Linked DNA regions of Mus musculus: region 1 is linked to region 2. The links are chromatin contacts, called in public HiChIP or PLAC-seq maps. All regions are on one chromosome and are shown on one strand. The core of a region is the stretch at or near the end of the contact, and the rest is flanking DNA. Distances in the headings are between cores, read along the strand shown.

Region 1 (3,183 bases), core at 580-3,079, 290 kb before region 2:
TTAGTCATTTATTTTTGTAGTTGTTTTTAGTCTTTATTTTTGAGTCAGAATCTCATGTAGCCTGAGCTTGCAGGAACTTGCTATGTAGCCGAGGATGGATTTGATCCTCTGACCTTTTACCTTCACCTCTAGTGTATTGGGATTCTAGCTGTGACCAACTATATACAGTCAAAATTTTAAAAGTGAAAGTGTGTGTGTGTGTGTGTGTGTGTGTGTGTGCTGATTGTGAGCACAGGAGTGTGGAGGTTCATGGAGGCCCTTATGAGCTCCCTGGAGCTAAAGTTACAGCCAGTTGTGAGTCACACCACATGGGTACTAGAAACAGAGGCCAGGCCCTCTGTCAGATCTCTGTGCTCATAACTGCTGAGCCACCTCTCCGACTCACATTTGTACTTTTTAATTTCACCTTGTTTTCTTTTTTGGCGGTGGTGCTGGGGACTGAACTCAAATGGCCAGGCCCTCGAGGCAAGGGCTCTACCGCCAGGCTGCTCTCCACTCCAGCCTTTCTCTCTCTGGGTGGTCCTAACCCACACAAAGAGCGGCATACACTTTATGTTTCTAAATAGACATGAAAGGAAGATGTTAGAGGTTAGGTTTCTATTGCTGTTATAAAACATGACCATAAGCAACTTGTGGAGGAAAGGGTTCCTCTTGCTTACACTTCAACACCCCAGTCTTATCACTGAGGGAAGTCAGGGTGGGAACTCAAAGCAGGAACTCGGAGGCAGGAGCTAAAACAGAGATCATGGAGAAGTGCTGCTTATTGGCTTGTTTCACCTGGCTTGCTCAGCTTGCTTTTATATGTATCCCAGGACCACCTGCCTGGGGGTGCCACCACCCATAGTAGACTGTCCCCATCTCCCCACCAATCAGTAATTGAGAAATAAACCACAGACCCATCTAGTGGGGGCATTTCCTTAATTGAGGGTTCTAGCTTCCAAAATGACTTGATCTGGTATCAACTTGACATAAAACCACACAGGACTTAGGATTCCATGGTTGTAAGACTTGCCTATACCATGGACCGTGGGACCACTAACTATATAGCAGGGCAGGCAGGTGTATGTTACCCGGTGGGTCTGGAAGATGATCACGTCCTCCGTGAACCAAGACCGTGACTGAACCAAGCAGAAACGAAGCAGGAGGGAAGATCTAGGGGTGAAGGCACAGGACAAAGGGGTGTCTAGCACGGGCCACAGATGTTTCTTGCTTGTGCCTGATATGGACTTGAGAAACATTTGGAAGCAAACGGGATTCTCAGATGGAGTTAGCTCAAGTTCCCTGATTCTGTCTGCTGAGACTCGGGTTGGGTGCATCTCCATGTCACCCTTGACCATTCACCCAGGGTCTCTTTACTCAAGCTGTCTCAAACCACAGTTTTTAAAAACATGTCTCTGACCTTCTGCCCATCTCAGCTTCCTTCTCTTGGTGTCTGATAGGCCAATCACCTGACCATACACAACTTTCCACTCTTTTCCTTCCTCCCTTCTGTGTGGTTCCCCCTCTTTGCTGTCACCCCAACCTGACAGCTGCTTACTTTCTCTCTGTCCGCACCTTCCTCTTCTCAGAAGTTAAAGAAATTGGCCTCCACCTATCAAGCAGATATTTATCTCCTAAAAAACAAACAAGTAAGCAAAAGTCTCACAATGAAAGAGATGAAGGAAAGAAGCCCGTGTCTGTCTCCTTCTGTCTGCATACTCCTTAGCATGATAAAGTACTATAAGACTCTGCAGCTTTGGACAATGGTTGGACACCAGGCAGTGGGGTGGGCGGCATCTGACCCAGAGCACGTGCCAGTCTTACTAAGGGTTTTAGTCTTCTGCTTGGCCCTTCCCAGCTTCTCCTCCGGGACCTGACATTTTCATTTCCTGTCGGCAGTAAACCCTGTGTGCTGAGGAGGAAGGGAAACTGTGACTTGTTCTGAAGTCCCCCCTCCCTGTCCTCCACACCCCAGACTCTTTCCGTTGCTAGCTACTTTACCAACTGGAATGTGCTAGGGAAAGTGAGGATGAGGCTTGGCCAGCTCCTAGGGAAAGAGTTGGCTATGGGTAGATGACGTTTTCTGAGCTGGAGGTAGGAAAGCAGGGGAGTGGAATAGAGCAATGAGCTTGGCCCTAGCCCATGGGTGCTTGGGAATCAATGTGACATTAAGATAAAGCAATGTAAGGGTCCAGCTGCGAGCTTCATTCCTGGGAAGAGAAGCTAGGCTTGAACATCAAGGTATACAGATGTATGTATAGATGGTGTTTGAAGTTGTGCTATAGATGAGATTTCCGAGGAAGCAACTGGAACAAAGGGAGTAAGCCAAGAGAAAAACCTAGAGAGATTTCAAATATTAAAGAGGGTTAAGGGGACAAGAGAAAAGAATCCCTCAGGAATGGCTGGAAATGAGAGAACTGGATAAAGACAGGGTAGTGAGACTCAGCAAGAAGGCCAGACAATCGGCCTCAAGTACTCCGAGAGGAGGTGCACCTCTATGTAGCTATCCCGTGATGAGCAATCTGTTTTTCTGGCTGGCATCCAAACTGGACCCTAATGAGCAGAGGAGCTGAGAGGTCACACCGGTGACAAAGGACACCAGAGACTCAGGGAAGCAGCCATCCGAAGCAGTTTAACCTGTCGAACCCCACTTTAAGCAGAGTGAAAGAAGAATCTCAGATCTAAGTCGTCATTACCAATCAAGTCCTTGTCCCCTACCTCTACCCCCTGCCCCTCACCCCTGCCATGTCTGGGGGTCAAGGTGACTGGTGCTCATCATTCTGAGCATCTCCCAGCCGCTCTTCAGAAAGTGTGTGTGTGTGTGTGTGTGTGTGTGTGTGTGTGTGTGTGTGTGTGTGTGTTTGTGTGTTATCCTGTTTAAAATATCCACATGCCAGGGTTCTTTGAACTCTTCTTACTGGTGTTCTCTTAGGCCAGTGGCATTGCTTCCCAGGGTCCTGTGTGCAAGAGCAGATCTCTGTCCTTGCCAAGGGCTTGTCTCAGTGAGTCCTCACTCTGTGTGACCCTCCGTGGCTCTCATCTGTGAGGCACGCTTTGGACCCTGGTGACAGTGTTAATTAAATGTCTATGGACTTGGGAGTCACAGCGAGGCCCTTTGCGCAAATGTTTGAGACAAAGCTGGAGGGATAGAAACATGACCATCCAGGAACTCATTAGAGAATGGAAGGGCTCAGACTCACCCAG
Region 2 (3,007 bases), core at 203-2,702:
CCTTGACTATAACCATGGGGCAGAATGACTATTCAAAGCTGAACATCTTGGAGGGTTCTAAGTGTCTGGTGTCCCAATACATACCTGAGTGCTGGGAACCGTCCATCAACCAATCGCACATCCAAGACTCCATGCATCTCAGCTGGAATAATAAGCCACCAAGAGTAGAATTCTAGTGTCCAGCAATTCTCAGGGACTCCTCAGAGACTAAGTGAATCCCAACAGGAAGATGGAGACATGAAAACCACGTGCTACCTCCTGATGTAATTTTCTTTACATCTTCTCTCTTTGACCTTACCGCAACTCAGCATTCCTCAGCCACCAAACTTAGCTTTTCAAATGTTTAATTACTTACATCTGTCATGCATCTATCTCATAAGGAAGATTGCATACAAATACATAATGTACTTTGGGCAAACCCCCCTCCCTGCTCCTTCCTTGCTACATCCTGAAACTTTTGCTCTACCAACCTCTCTTCTTGTACTGGTACCACCTCAAGGTTATACTCAGCCAAGAGGCCTGTGAAATGTCACAGTAAGAAACTTAGACTTCATTCTTAAGGTAATAAAAACTATGCAAATACCTGAGAAGCAATCAAGGTATCTGGATTCGTATTGTGAAAATGTCATGAGTTACGGCCATGGGTCAGGAGGAGAAGAATGGAGGCAGGGACAATCATTGGGAGGCAACCATGGTGATCCAGCAGGAACTGATGGAGCAAATTGAACAGGAGAATTAGGGACATGGAAAGGGGAAATCATTCTTAAGTGTTTACCAGTTTAGGGGTGCTGTCTCCACCCCACAGGACTAGGTAGCTCTAGACCATGAAAACCAACTATTCATGGAGGAGAGACTACTATTAATCTGGATAAGCAGCTACTAGGACAGTAGCAGAAATTGAAGAATTTTGTTATTGTTTGTTTCACATTTACATGTGGTGTGCATGCTTGTATGCATGTTCACATGTGTTATTTCATGTGCACGTGCATATGTATGTCCACCCGTGATATGTGGAAGCCAGAGTATTCCTACACATCTTCCTCAGACACTTTCTGTACTGAGACAAGGTCTCTCTCCTGAAGCCCAGCTCTATAGAGTGTCTAGACAGAGGACTCCAGGAGTCCTCTGTGTTGGGGTTACCAACTGACTGACAAGCCCCCACAGCATTCACATGGGAGTTGGGGATTCGAACTCTGGTCCTCACTGTGCCAGCTCCCCAGCCCAGGGGAGGGAGTTTTGGTACTGACCATAGTGGGCAGATTTTGCATCTGTGTGCTGAGAAAAGGCCATGATCAGGTCTCAATTCCAGTTAGCATAGACTGCCTGACCAGCCTTACTTCATCTGCCTTACTCTGTGATGTCACGACAAGAAAACCTCTAAGACTGTCATCCAGCGTCTCTCCCTCATGCACTTGTGAGTCACAAAATCAGATGTTTTAGGAGATGTTCTAGGAACCATCCAAGACTGTGGCTCTTCCATCATATGACAAGCCACAGACTTAGAGGCTAAGTGAGGTCTTACATAACAATCATCCAGGCTGAGACATCTAAACAAAGCTGAGTGTATGGGGGCTTGTGGCTACAGTGGGAGACCACAGAGCTAAGCACACGCAGAGGGGGGTTTTAAGTGGAGAGAGAGAAGGAAGGAGAAAGAGAGACACAGAGAGAGAGAGACAGAGACACAGACAGAGACAGATAGGGAGAGACATAGAAACAGTGTGACACAGAGACAGACAGAGACCGACACACAGAGAGACAGAGAGAGAGACAGAAAAAAACAGAGACAGGGAGAGTGAGACAGAGAGAGACAGAACAACAGAGAGAGAGACAGAGAGAGATCAAAGAATTCCTAGATCTGAATTTTTTTCATCTGAGAAGTTAAAACTAAGTTTTATACTTACAATATAATATACTTACTAAGATTATTAGGATTTTAAAAAATCTTTAATTTCAAAAAGTAGATATTGGATTATTCGGATCTGGACTTTCCATTGTGGACTAACAGTTTGAGTAACCTGTCTCTTTAGAATGTACTTATTGAACTATTATTTTGGCACCAACTCAGCTTTTCTACACACCTGAGCACCTAGATAGACCAGTTGTAAATGTAATTTTTATGGTGTAGTGGTACATGCCTTTAGTCCCAGAGTTTAGGTGGCAGAGGCCAGGAGATCTCTGTGAATTTGAAGCCAGCCTGGTTCACACAGTGAGCTCTTGCTTCCCAAATTTAAAAACAGTTTTCAAATATAAAGAATGTTAAGTAAAAAAAAGTCCCATGAAGCATACAGACAAATAAGACTAAGTAGATAGTGAGAATCAAAAGAAGAAGGCTGGGGAAATATGTAATCTAAAATGATAAAAACCTATACCAAAAACATATAAGGAACTTTCACGTTCAAGAATTAAAAAAACAAGATCCAGTAAAAGTAGGCAAACTATTTGGACAGACTTCTCAGATGGACAGTCCACAGCTGAAACATGTTTTCTATCCTATTGTAGAGAAATGTCAATTAACTCTGCAATGGGAAGTCACTCTATGCATCAGAAAAGCTAACACTACAAAGATAGGGCGAGGGCTGGAGAGAAGGCTCAGTGGTCAGAGCTTGTACAAACATGAGGACCAGAGTTCAAATCCCCAGCTCCCACGTAAAAAGCTGGGTGTGACTAACCTCATCTACAACCTCTGTGCTGTTGGGAGAGGGAGTGAGGCTCGCTAGCTGCCACCACACTCCAGATCCAGTGGGGGGACCTGTTTCAAGGGAGTCAGGGAGATAGTGACAGAGTACTTGACATCCTCAGGCATACACATGCACACTTACACACATGCACACACACACACACACACACACACACTGCATCAAATGGCACATTTTATGTGTACGTCATTGATTGTCAGTCATCCTTCCAATAAATCTATCCACGGACAATCACAGGAAGATGTGGTCAGTGTTTTCAGCTTAAGCAGAACTGAAAGAACAATTAATATTTAACCAAGATAATATTTAGA

Evidence for each region. HiChIP or PLAC-seq counts read pairs in DNA pulled down with a chosen protein or histone mark.
Region 1: an H3K4me3 HiChIP or PLAC-seq map of bone marrow-derived macrophages shows a contact between it and region 2, with 4 times the contacts expected there. The contact joins two enhancer-like sites. A contact is called at or near these places in 1 of 39 promoter capture datasets (cranial neural crest), 2 of 115 datasets of contacts at active chromatin or transcription factors (bone marrow-derived macrophages and microglia) and 1 of 9 other capture datasets (liver).

Annotation. Positions count from the first base shown.
Region 1 is chr6:146,207,852-146,211,034 of GRCm38.p6, reverse strand. The region is part of intron 45 of Itpr2 (inositol 1,4,5-triphosphate receptor 2); the gene reads left to right. Among named protein-coding and RNA genes, the nearest start is that of Gm35596, 10 kb to the left of the region's middle. Within about 2 kb of position 1,829, at least 38 of the 459 cell types and tissues checked have an H3K27ac peak or open chromatin away from gene starts, as enhancers often do. A contact at or near this core is called in bone marrow-derived macrophages, where this site is marked.
Region 2 is chr6:145,918,421-145,921,427 of GRCm38.p6, reverse strand. It overlaps Gm32675 (a long non-coding RNA gene), which reads right to left. Exons shown (of 11, transcript XR_378155.4): 7 at 584-709; 8 at 85-207. Among named protein-coding and RNA genes, the nearest start is that of Gm32675, 5.7 kb to the right of the region's middle. Within about 2 kb of position 1,452, at least 5 of the 459 cell types and tissues checked have an H3K27ac peak or open chromatin away from gene starts, as enhancers often do. A contact at or near this core is called in bone marrow-derived macrophages, where this site is marked.